Regions from separate parts of the Mus musculus genome. Here region 1 is linked to region 2. A link is a contact called in public Hi-C data. All regions are on one chromosome and are shown on one strand. The core of a region is the stretch at or near the end of the contact, and the rest is flanking DNA. Distances in the headings are between cores, read along the strand shown. Region 1 has its middle 35 kb from the start of Tprg. Region 2 overlaps Gm46545 (predicted gene, 46545).

Region 1 (5,129 bases), core at 2,401-4,900, 1.2 Mb before region 2:
GAACCTGGATGCTTATGTCAAGCAGTGCTTTGTACAGCTTAAAACACCTTTCTGGGGTCTACTGTCACATGGCTGCTGCTGTTGTTCACCATTTCGGTTTGGGCCTTTCCTTACACCGCCCCCCCCCCACACACACACACAAACATTTGTAAAGCTTCTCAAGATGGCTTTTGCTGTCATTTGCCGGATTTTTGCATACTTCTCAGTCTACTCCATTGACATTTGAATTGGCATTGGGTCATTTGATCAGTGAACTCAGAGGAGATTCTCAGAGTTTTCCACGGTGGCTTCAATGCTGACAGCCATGCAAAGAGAGTCTCTGTTAGGAAAGGGAAGCCTGAGTTTGAGTTCTGGCTCTTTGAATATAATGAAACAATCATTATTAGTCAGTCTGTCTCTGAAATAGGTATAAATGAAGATAGGAAAATCAGTCCTGGAATATTGCTGGCTTAAACCACTTTGTTCAGAATTTCATCTGTGTCCCTACCCCAGTACCTGATATGTGTTAGGCCCTCGTCAAAGATGGCTGAGTTACCGAATACTGTTTTAGAAATCAAATAAGGTAATAAACAAACAAACAAACAAAAACGCTCCATAAATTCTGCAGTAGAGTATTCAGGGAAGTGTTATTATGGCACAGATGGGGAATTCATGGACTGTCCCCAAACTGAAGAGTTACTTGGCTATTTTAAGATGTTGGAAGACACTTTCCCAAGTGTATTTCAAGTGTACATCAGTTGTGTGGTCCAGTGCTGTAATGCAAATGAGGCCTGTAAGAGAGGCAGTGTGCTATCTTATTAGAGGTAAAAGGAAGAAAGGCCTGGAATGTTCCTTAGTAGAAAGGCATAAAGCATAAGAGAGGAATCTTGTACTTGCTTGTTAAAACAAATAAGATTTTTTTTTCCTGCAAAGGAATCTCTCCTTTGGAATGTAGACTTGAAAAGGAATGTTGCTCCAAAGAGTGACTATTGATTTCCTAAGAGGTTCCCTATTTATTTATTTATAGTTTCACCAGGTCTGCAAAATGACTCGAGGCAGAATTTGTCAAAAGTGACCCATCCAATTGACAATGTACTAATCAAATCCTGACCTCAAAGATGGTGGTTTAAGGAAAAGTGGTATGGTATGTGCAAACCTCACTACGCATGACACTCAGAGCTAGTCACTTTCCTGACACAGCTTTCCAATCACCGAAGGACTGAGAACAGTGGCCTCTGGCAAGAAAAAAATCCAACAGACAACAAGAAAGGAGAAGGGAAGGTGTACCCACGTCCTGCTTCACCGTGGCGCTTCTCCCTCTGGTTCCTGCCATTTCCTCATCTAGCTGCTTCTTTGCCTTCACATTCTGACAAGTTCTCTTTCCTAAATGCATTTGTTGTTGTCCATCCCCAAAACACTCAATGGAAAGGATTCGAGCAAGTCTAATAGTCTTCTAGAAACTCCTAGAGGGCCCATCCGTCCCAACAGGACTCAATGCAATGCCTCACACAGACAGCTACTTGGTAATGTAGGACGTTGATCAGTAGGGAACCTCTCCTTAGGAGTTCCTCTTTCCCAAAAGCCCTCTCCCAGGAGACTCCTGAACTATATCTGTAAATATGTTGTCATCTCTCTTTGGCTTCCCTTTTCCCATGTTTCCAAGGCAGTAGCAGCAAAGATTAAAGGGGGCTGGGCACACTGTGTAGAACGATAGGTTGCTTCATTGTAGAGAGTTCATCGGGCTTCAGTCTAAATTATCCCATGTTGTAAGGATATGAAAGAGACCATCAACATGCCACACCCTGGGTTCACAAGGAAGAGAAATACATAGCTCCCATTTCTTAGAAGACCTTAGAATTGTTGGCAGATAGACTCAAATACACACAACCAGCATGTAATTTTTAAATTACAGTAAATATTGTCTGCAATTTATATATAAATTATTAAATATGTAATAGACTCACATCTACAGTATAGCACTATTAGGTGATATATTTTACATAGCATATGTTGTTAAATATTATAATAGAATCACGTACATAGTCCTCCAAAACCGTGGGGGTCATGCCAGGTCGTGAGATCAAAGGCAGCTTCAGAGAATAAGGAACATTTGAACTGAGCCGTGAAACAGCGTAGGCTTTCCCAATGGCAGGAGCCAGGAAGAAGGGCATTCTAAGCGGAGGAAATAACAAGTTTAGTGACAAAAGGGGGTGGACAGATGTCACAGTGAGAGGGGACAACAATTCATCTGGAAACGCTGGACCAGTAAGTATTTCCCAGAAAGGGCCCTGGGAGTGAAAAAAAGAAGTTCTATGGTTGGTAAGATTGGAAAATGCATCCTGTTTAGAACCATGGTGTGCAGGTGTGATCACCAAGGGTTGTGAGGGAGCAGTTGTGACGCCACCTAGAGCAGGACGGTGCCGTAGTCTTGAGTGTGGAAAGGGAAAGTACGCAGAGAAGGACAGATACAGAAACGCCTTAGAGGGGGGACATGATGATCAGAATTTACTAACTGAAAAAAAAAATCAAGAAATGGATGTCAAAGAGCAGGTTTAAGGTTGTTAGAGTGAGTGGGTCTCAAAAGGAAAAATTGGAACCTGGAGATGGTACCGTGGACTTTGCTTCAGCTGTGTTAAATGTGAGTTAATTACAGAGCAAGCAGCTGGAGCGGTCACGAGGAAACGGACAACTACAAGTCCAGGATCCTGAAGTGATATCTTAATTCAAGAAAACCGTTAAAACCTCTGCATAGCTGTTGGACTACGTGAGTTCAGGGTGATGGCATACATGAGCTCAGGGTCCCTTTTGGCCCCGGATTCTTGTCCTCGAATGGCCAGAGAGACGCAAAGTTTTACGAAAAGAATGTGGAGTTGCTTTGTCCGTCGGCTTACTGCATCCAAGTGCATAACCTCCTGCAGCTGGCCATGAAGTTCTGCCCACAGAAGGAAGCGTGGCAGCTGCGTGCATCCCAATGAAAGGAAGTGGTTTTAAACAGAATGAATCCAACTTCTAAAATGTTGCAGTGACCCCATTAAAATGATTCCCTTGCTGTTGGTCTGGCTTTATGAAGAAGAACTAATGAAAGCTTGGTGTATTCAATAAAAATTACAGCAGGAATGAAGGGACTGCTCAGGGCTTAGGAAAACTCACTGCATTTCCAGAGGACCTGAATTCAGTTCCCGGCCACCGTTTTAGACAGCTCACAACTGCCTCTGCATCTGGCTCTGTGGGATCTGATGCTCACTTCTGACCTCAATAGGCACTTGCGTGCATGCAGTCCACACAGCTCAATAGGTACATAAATAAAAATAATTAAAAAGAGAAATCTCGGGAAGCTGAGCACATTTCTTTGTTTACTTCTAGACATCAGTATCACCTGCTTGGAGTAGAAGGAATGGTGCTAAAAGTGAGGTGGCTGAGCCTGTCAGCAGGACACGTTACCCTATGGCCTTTTGAGCATTATGTATCATTTAATGTATCATCTATTAGGCCATCTGTAAGACATGGATGATGACAGGAAGGATTCATTGGCTGGCTTTGTTTGTTTGCTTGCTTGCTTATTAAAGAGAATGCTGGCAACAGGTGCTTCTTGTTCCAGACATACAGCTAGACTGTTGTCCCATCCTCATTTCACACATGAGGAATGCAGGACCCAGTGGGAACAGGTGACTCACCCACCCTCAGACAGGAAGCCAGGGCACAGCTGCCTGACAGAAGTTCAGTGTTGCAGGGATCCCAAGGGCCAAGACTCAGGGTGAAATCAAAGCTGTGTGATAGCTAACACCAAATGTCAATTCGACCAGAACTTGAGTCGGTATGGAAACGATCCTTTAAATAAGTCTAGATTTGGTTCATTGAGGTGGAAAAAGACACCCTGAAAGTGGAAGGTATGATTCTATGGGCTGGGGTTTCGATTTGAATGAAATGAGAAAGTGAGGTTGAACATCTTTCATTATGCCTGCTTCCTGATTACAGATGTAATAGGACGCATCGCCTCCTGCACCTACCCTGCCACCATGGCCTGTGTACTCTGGAACTTTAGGTCTAAATTCATACTTCCTCTGTAGGTCACTTTAGCTGGGAATTTTATCACAGCAGATAGAAAAGCTACTAGCGTAGGTTGGAAAGGAAATGTGGAGCAAGTAGTGAACCTGTGTCAGTCAAAACCACCAATGTCAAACACATGGTGCAGGTAACTTTTCCCTCACTGCCTGTCCCCTATGTCTATCAAATGGAAATTATGCATTTGTCATTTTCAATCACCTGACTATATAGTTTTCCAGGTCCCATCTACTCAGCTCAATGACCTTAACACACACCAAAACATGTACTGGTAAAAAACATTTTATGTTGCTATCCTCCAGCGATTAGATCTATCGATGTCATCGTCTCTCCTATGTGCTTTCTAAGTTCAGGGGCTTACGTTGTGCTGGACAAGCATCCAAGTGACAGCAGATGTAGTTGGCCTTCCTGAGCTTGCTTCATTCTACCTCCCATGGTTGGAGTTCCCATCTTTCCGTAGTCTCTGTTTCTTGCCTCCCTGTTTCCACAGCATACAGAGTCCAGACCTTTAATGGCACTCAGGCTCCGACACCGGGTCCCATTCGTTCATTCCAATTTTCCATGTTCTTCTTCCTCACATATACACTAAATTTTAAGCTATACCCAGACTCAGTGTTAAAGTCTAAATTCAGGAGGCCAAACTGGCTTGTCTACCTAGTAGGAACCACTAGAATGTTCCTCTGTTCTGCCACACCCTCTCAGTCTCAGACTTGCCCTGTTGAAAGCATCACCTTCCTCGTAGTTTCAAAACACGTGCCCTTGCCTTCCTCCTACCTCCTTAGATGGCCCTTTGCCAATCTCTCTCTGTGCCCTGGAGTGTGAGCCTGGAGGAACAACTTGCATTACTTGAGATGAAATTAGATGCAGATGCTAGAAGGGAGTAATACTATAGAAAGAAGCAGAAGAAAAAAACAAACCAAGCATACAAACAAACCACCAGCTTTTGGCTTCCGATGAAAGTATGTCTACATAGCTTCAAATCAGAGCTGTGCGGCTGGTTCTCCAGAGTAGCACCTGGAACGCTGTTTACCAACCCTTTCTCTTGTCTGTTCAGTTGCTTGCGATGCTTTGAAGTCTGCAAAAACTAC
Region 2 (5,174 bases), core at 1,582-4,081:
TCACAAGCTCCAGGGCCCAGAACTGCCCTTCTGCTTCTCCACCCTGCCTCTTTCTGCTCTTGGTATGATCTCTGCTTTGGGGTAAAAGAGTGGGTGCCTGGCTGCTGGGGGTGGGGTGGGGTGGGCATCAGGGAATGGGTGTTTGTCTTTCTTTGGTTCTGTGCTCTTTGGATTTCATCTATCATACAGATAATTACCCAAACCATTTGAGTTCTGCTTCTGCAACAGGGTGTCCCCACTGCGAGGTCCTCTAACCACGGAGTTCCCCACACCCACTCTATCCCCTAAAGCTCATCCTCACCATCATCATGACTCCATAAAATGACAGGAGAAGAGATGTGAAGTGAATCATCATGGCATTGGAGGAGGGGCAGAGAGAGAGAGAGAGAGAGAGAGAGAGAGAGTGTGTGTGTGTGTGTGTGTCTGTGGGTCCAGATGAGTGCTTCTTAAACAGCCTCTTGACTTTTTCATATGATTTGCTGAGCCCCATTGAAAGGGATAGAAAATTCAGGGTGGAGGCATATTGGCCCCAAAGGCAGCCAATGTGAAAATGAATTGAGGCTGCAACCAGCCTCTTAGAACACAGGACAGCTTTTCTTCACATCCCCAGGATGGGACACTGGGTAAGGGGATTACACTGTCACACCCCTGAACCTCAGCCTCCCTCCTCACCAGGCCTCTTTGGACCTCAGCCTCACCCTCCCTGAGGCCTCTGACATAAACCCTGCCTTGGGCCTGCTAGGCCCTGGATCAGAATGCCAACATAGGATGTCTTCTCAAAGGATCCACCACTAGAGCACATGTCCAGGGACACCCCAGGGTCCTAAACTGTGGATGTTCTTGAGGTCTTAGAGGACAAGGACTTTGCTGGGTAGAACATATAAATGGAATGAGTGAGGGTGAGTATCTGCTCCTTCATCAGCAAAAGGACTAAGACATCAATAGAAGAAATATAGACCATTGCAACTACAAACAAAAGGAAAGGACTTTAAAAGTCCCTGTGTATAGATAGCCCTGTGGTTCTCAAACTTGACCGTGCCTCAGAACATGAGGACCAGATAGAATAGGTGATTGCTTGGGCCCCCTCTGAAGTTGCTGATTCCGACTGTCAATCCACTTCTATATTTCTGTTGCTCTGGTATGGAATTCCATTGCTGCTGCTCTGCGGACCATGTTGAAGAGTGACTGGTTCATTTTTTTGGTTTGGTTTGGTTTTTTTAAAGCCTAATTCATTTCATCCATGGCCCAAGGTGCCCCGACAGGTGAGAGGTAAACAAATAAAAATCACACTTTCTCATTGCCTCTCCTCCCTCACCCCTACTTGCTCATTGGGTTCAACCCTCCTGTACTGCAACACAACCCGAGCAAAGAAAGCTATCCCCACCCAGGCTCGCTAATGGCTTTATCCACTCCTACAGGGTGACATGCATGACTTAGAGCTGGCACTCAGCCATCCTGTACTGACCATGGAAGAGGTAGCCTACCCTTAGGATTTCAGTGTGCGTCTATAGATCTCCCTGATCCATACTTTCACTCTAATTTCATTGTTTTAGCTCATTGTCCAACGTACTCTGGTTGACACCTTTGAAGTGCTGGCTGGTTGGTGAAAGATTTCTTCTTACATTCAGGGGCTTCACTCTGACAGAAAAGGGAAAGAAAAGAAAAGGGAAGGGATGGAAAGAAAAGGGAAGGAAAGGGAAGGAAAAGAAAGGAAAGAAAAGAAAAAAGAAAAAAGAGGAAAAAGAAAAAGAAAAAGGAAAAAGAAAAGAAGAATCAAGTCACTAGACTATGAGGGGTGTAGAGAAAATATCTTGTGTCTGTATGGATGTGACACCTGTCAATAGTATAACTGATGCCCTATAGCGGAGTCAGAAAGTTGGAGGTGGGACATCCAAAAAGCAGAAAGGATTTTGGGATAGTGCCAGGCACAGGAAATTCACCAGGGAAAATGTGAGGAGATCGATGTGTGGTACCTGAGCACAGGTAACCAGTCACATGGCAGAATGTAGATTAGGATAAATGGGTTTAATCTAAGTTATGATCGAGTCAGAGAAGAGCCTAGCTGTATGGCCAAGGCATTTGTAAATATATGTTGAGCCTGAGTCTTCTTTCTGACAGCACGAGACTGAGAAGAAGAACCAGACCTGACTTCTACAAAGGGAAAAGCAGGGTGTGTGCAGAAGGCGTACTAGGGAAGCATATCTCAGTCCGTCAGGAAGGGGTCAGTATTAGGCAGGACCCAGCCAGAGTATGGGAGCACCGAGTAACAAGGGGTACTGAGTAGTGGTACTCACTGGAGATCAGACGCTCTCCATCTGGCTTCTGTCCTCACAGTCCTGAGGTACCATTTACAAATCCTTCTTTAGAAGTGGGGACACCAAGGCTCAGAGATTGCTGAGGGCCACACAGCCATCCAACATTAATTTTTTTCTGACTCCAGAGCCACATCTAACATACGATCTTATTGCTCTTTGCCAGACATCAACAACTAGCACCTGTTGTTGGTCACGAAAGGCAGGTTTACCAAAGCACTGGGCAGGTGTGGGGAACCAAGAAGGCTGGGAAGGTTAGGAGGGGGGACCCATGTGTTGTGACTCTTGATGCACAGTGTGAAGCATTGACACCTAACTCCTGGGGTGCTTGGGCATCAGTGAAGGATTCTGAACAGGAAAGGAATGCATAGCACAGCTATGTTTTAGGAAGCTGGGACAGAGGCGTGTGTGCACCCTTGGCACAGAGAACACATGGCAGCGGAAAGCAAGGGCCTGGCTTCGGATGGATGACGGGAGCAGATGAGACTCGGGATAGATGTCATTCTCACTACTGCTGTTGCAAATATTTGACCACTGACTGCATGCTTGACCTATGCTGAAGTCATCTGATCCTCACCATAGCATCCATATCAGATCTCTCCCTCTGACGCTACTTTTTCACTGCTCATGAGTCTCCATTTCTCCATACTGAGTACTGTTTCTACTTGGGAACAGGACCTAAGACTCCTTCCTGAATATAAGGGGATCCAGGGCTGAGAAAAATGAAAGATCAAGTACTCCCAAATTCACTTCTTCTCCTGTCCTGACAGCTGAGGAGGCTGAGGCCTGGAGACAATCAGTGGCTTGTTCCATCTAGGAAAGGATGGACATACTGACCAGAGGCTAGAGGGCTTTCTTGCGCCAATGCCAAGAGCCCACTCTGGATTTCTAGGCCAGGCTGGAGGCCCTGCAGCTGTGGCGGGTGCCAGATGGCATCCCAGTCACCAGGCTGCAGGGCGCCTGAGGACCCTGTGGTAAGCCACGGCTGGCAGCACCTCCTCCCTCTGGCACTTCGGGTGCAGAATGATTGAGTGAGGGGAGGATATGCCGTGTAGGGGCAGGAATGTTGGTGTCTCAGCACTTGGTAGTGTGAGTTACAGCTGCTCAGGGCCAGCCCAGCATACAAGCTGAAGAGGCAGCTGCCATCTTCACCTTGTCAGAAATACAAAAAAAGAAAGAAAGGGAAGGGAAGGGAAGGGAAGGGAAGGGAAGGGAAGGGAAGGGAAGGGAAGGAAGGAAGGAAGGGAAGGGAAGGGAAGGGAAGGGAAGGCAAGGGAAGGAAAGGAAAGGAAAGGAAAGGAAAGGAAAGGAAAGGAAAGGAAAGGAAAGGAAAGGAAAAAACCATGCTAGCCCATGCAGCCAGAGCAGAGGCAATGGAACCTGATTGGAAAAATGGCAGCATTGCCCAAAGAAACAGGGACAAGCCATGAGTTAGGAAACCCCGGCTCACTTACGATTTGATCCTTCTCTTTCAAACCATGAAGCCTTGAAGAGCCTCTTTAATCTGTTCGTGGATATACTCTCTTTTCTCCTCCCTAGCCTTGCACTATAGGTGGTATGAGTGAGTTGATGTGTGGAGAGGAGAGTTGAGAAAAGAAAAGAGGAGAGAGCAGAGAGTGGGGAAGAGAGGGCTGGGGAGGAGAGGGCATTTGCAACCCAAGGGGTTCTGCAGATGCCATTGGAGTTGAAACTAGTAACGTTAATGTTGATATGGCTAATCTCCGGGGAAATATGGTGATACAATTGAGCATTTGCAAGGAATTTATTTGAAACCTGTATTGTCTTTGCTACTGCTCTATGAAGCTTAAAATACTTCAAAAATGGTAATTCTTACATTCTCTTTCATTGCTTTCTCTTCTATTCAGGGAGCTTTGGCTGAGCAGGCACACTTCAGAGGTCTACAGGCCTCTGAAGGACCTGCCTCCTAGCAGGGAGACCAATGTTATTCTATATCCTAAGCAGGGCAAAGATCTACTGTGCTAAGAGGGCTAAAGTCCCGGCAGCAGAAAGCCCTGGTTTGGGGTGGCCAGGGACCAATGCACAGGCTGATGTAGAGCTACAGCGGAGGTGAGATTCCAGCTTTTTGTGGAGAGCAGGGGCTTACCAATCATATAACCATAGAAGTGCCTGCCCAGAAGAAAGCCTCAAAATGCATTCTAGAGAGAAGGAAGCTGTGTCACTATAGCAGTGTCTGATCGTGCTGGGGTAGAGGGGCCTGGGAAAGGAGTGGGCATGAAGCCCAAAGAGGCAACATAGAAGCAAGTCTGTGGATTGTGAGTGTTTTCAGAGACTTGGGATGTCACTACAGGAGAAATGGGGCATCAGGGGAGGCGGGAGCAAAGGAGTGACACGATCCAGGACATAGCTGAAGAGAACCTGTGTTCCTCCACTGGATTGTTCTCTGGGTTCGGCCACCCACCTGGTCTCCTTCCCTGACCCCTGGACTTCTGATTTAGGTTCGAGACTGAGGATTCTAGAATTCTAGAATCATGGAGGAACCCAAAGCACCTCGGCTGAAAGGAGCTGTGTAATCACATGTTTAGAGAGAGACTTCTTCCCAGTCCCAGTACTTTGTGTGCCTTTTCTAGTCCCATGAAGGCCAGGCTTCCAGCGCTGCAGGCTTCTAATTTGTTCAAATGTTTTGTTCTATACACGATGGTACCTGAGGCCTTGCAGCTTATTACAGCTCACTGGGTAAATCAAAAGGCCCCTGGGTCCTGATGTTAAACTCAGCTAGTTGAACATAAGGCCACCAGGGGAGAATGTCTTCCCTGTAGAATGATGGGTTCCAGGAACGGTGGTGTGTCAAGCTTATTTCTACCCCTTCTGCAGGTCAGTCCATGCCTCCCTGCCCATCCCCAC

Evidence for each region. Hi-C and Micro-C count contacts between places; a contact is called where the count stands out from the background.
Region 1: a contact with region 2 is called in a Hi-C map of myocytes, with 2.6 times the contacts expected there. The contact joins two enhancer-like sites. A contact is called at or near these places in 2 of 484 Hi-C or Micro-C datasets (bone marrow-derived macrophages and myocytes) and 1 of 115 datasets of contacts at active chromatin or transcription factors (large pre-B cells).

What each region holds. Positions count from the first base shown.
Region 1 is chr16:25,249,067-25,254,195 of GRCm38.p6, reverse strand. No RefSeq gene overlaps it. Among named protein-coding and RNA genes, the nearest start is that of Tprg, 35 kb to the left of the region's middle. Within about 2 kb of position 3,650, at least 52 of the 459 cell types and tissues checked have an H3K27ac peak or open chromatin away from gene starts, as enhancers often do. A contact at or near this core is called in myocytes, where this site is marked.
Region 2 is chr16:24,071,413-24,076,586 of GRCm38.p6, reverse strand. It overlaps Gm46545 (predicted gene, 46545), which reads left to right. Exons shown (of 2, transcript NR_155457.1): 2 at 1-112. Among named protein-coding and RNA genes, the nearest start is that of Gm46545, 8.7 kb to the left of the region's middle. Within about 2 kb of position 2,831, at least 13 of the 459 cell types and tissues checked have an H3K27ac peak or open chromatin away from gene starts, as enhancers often do. A contact at or near this core is called in myocytes, where this site is marked.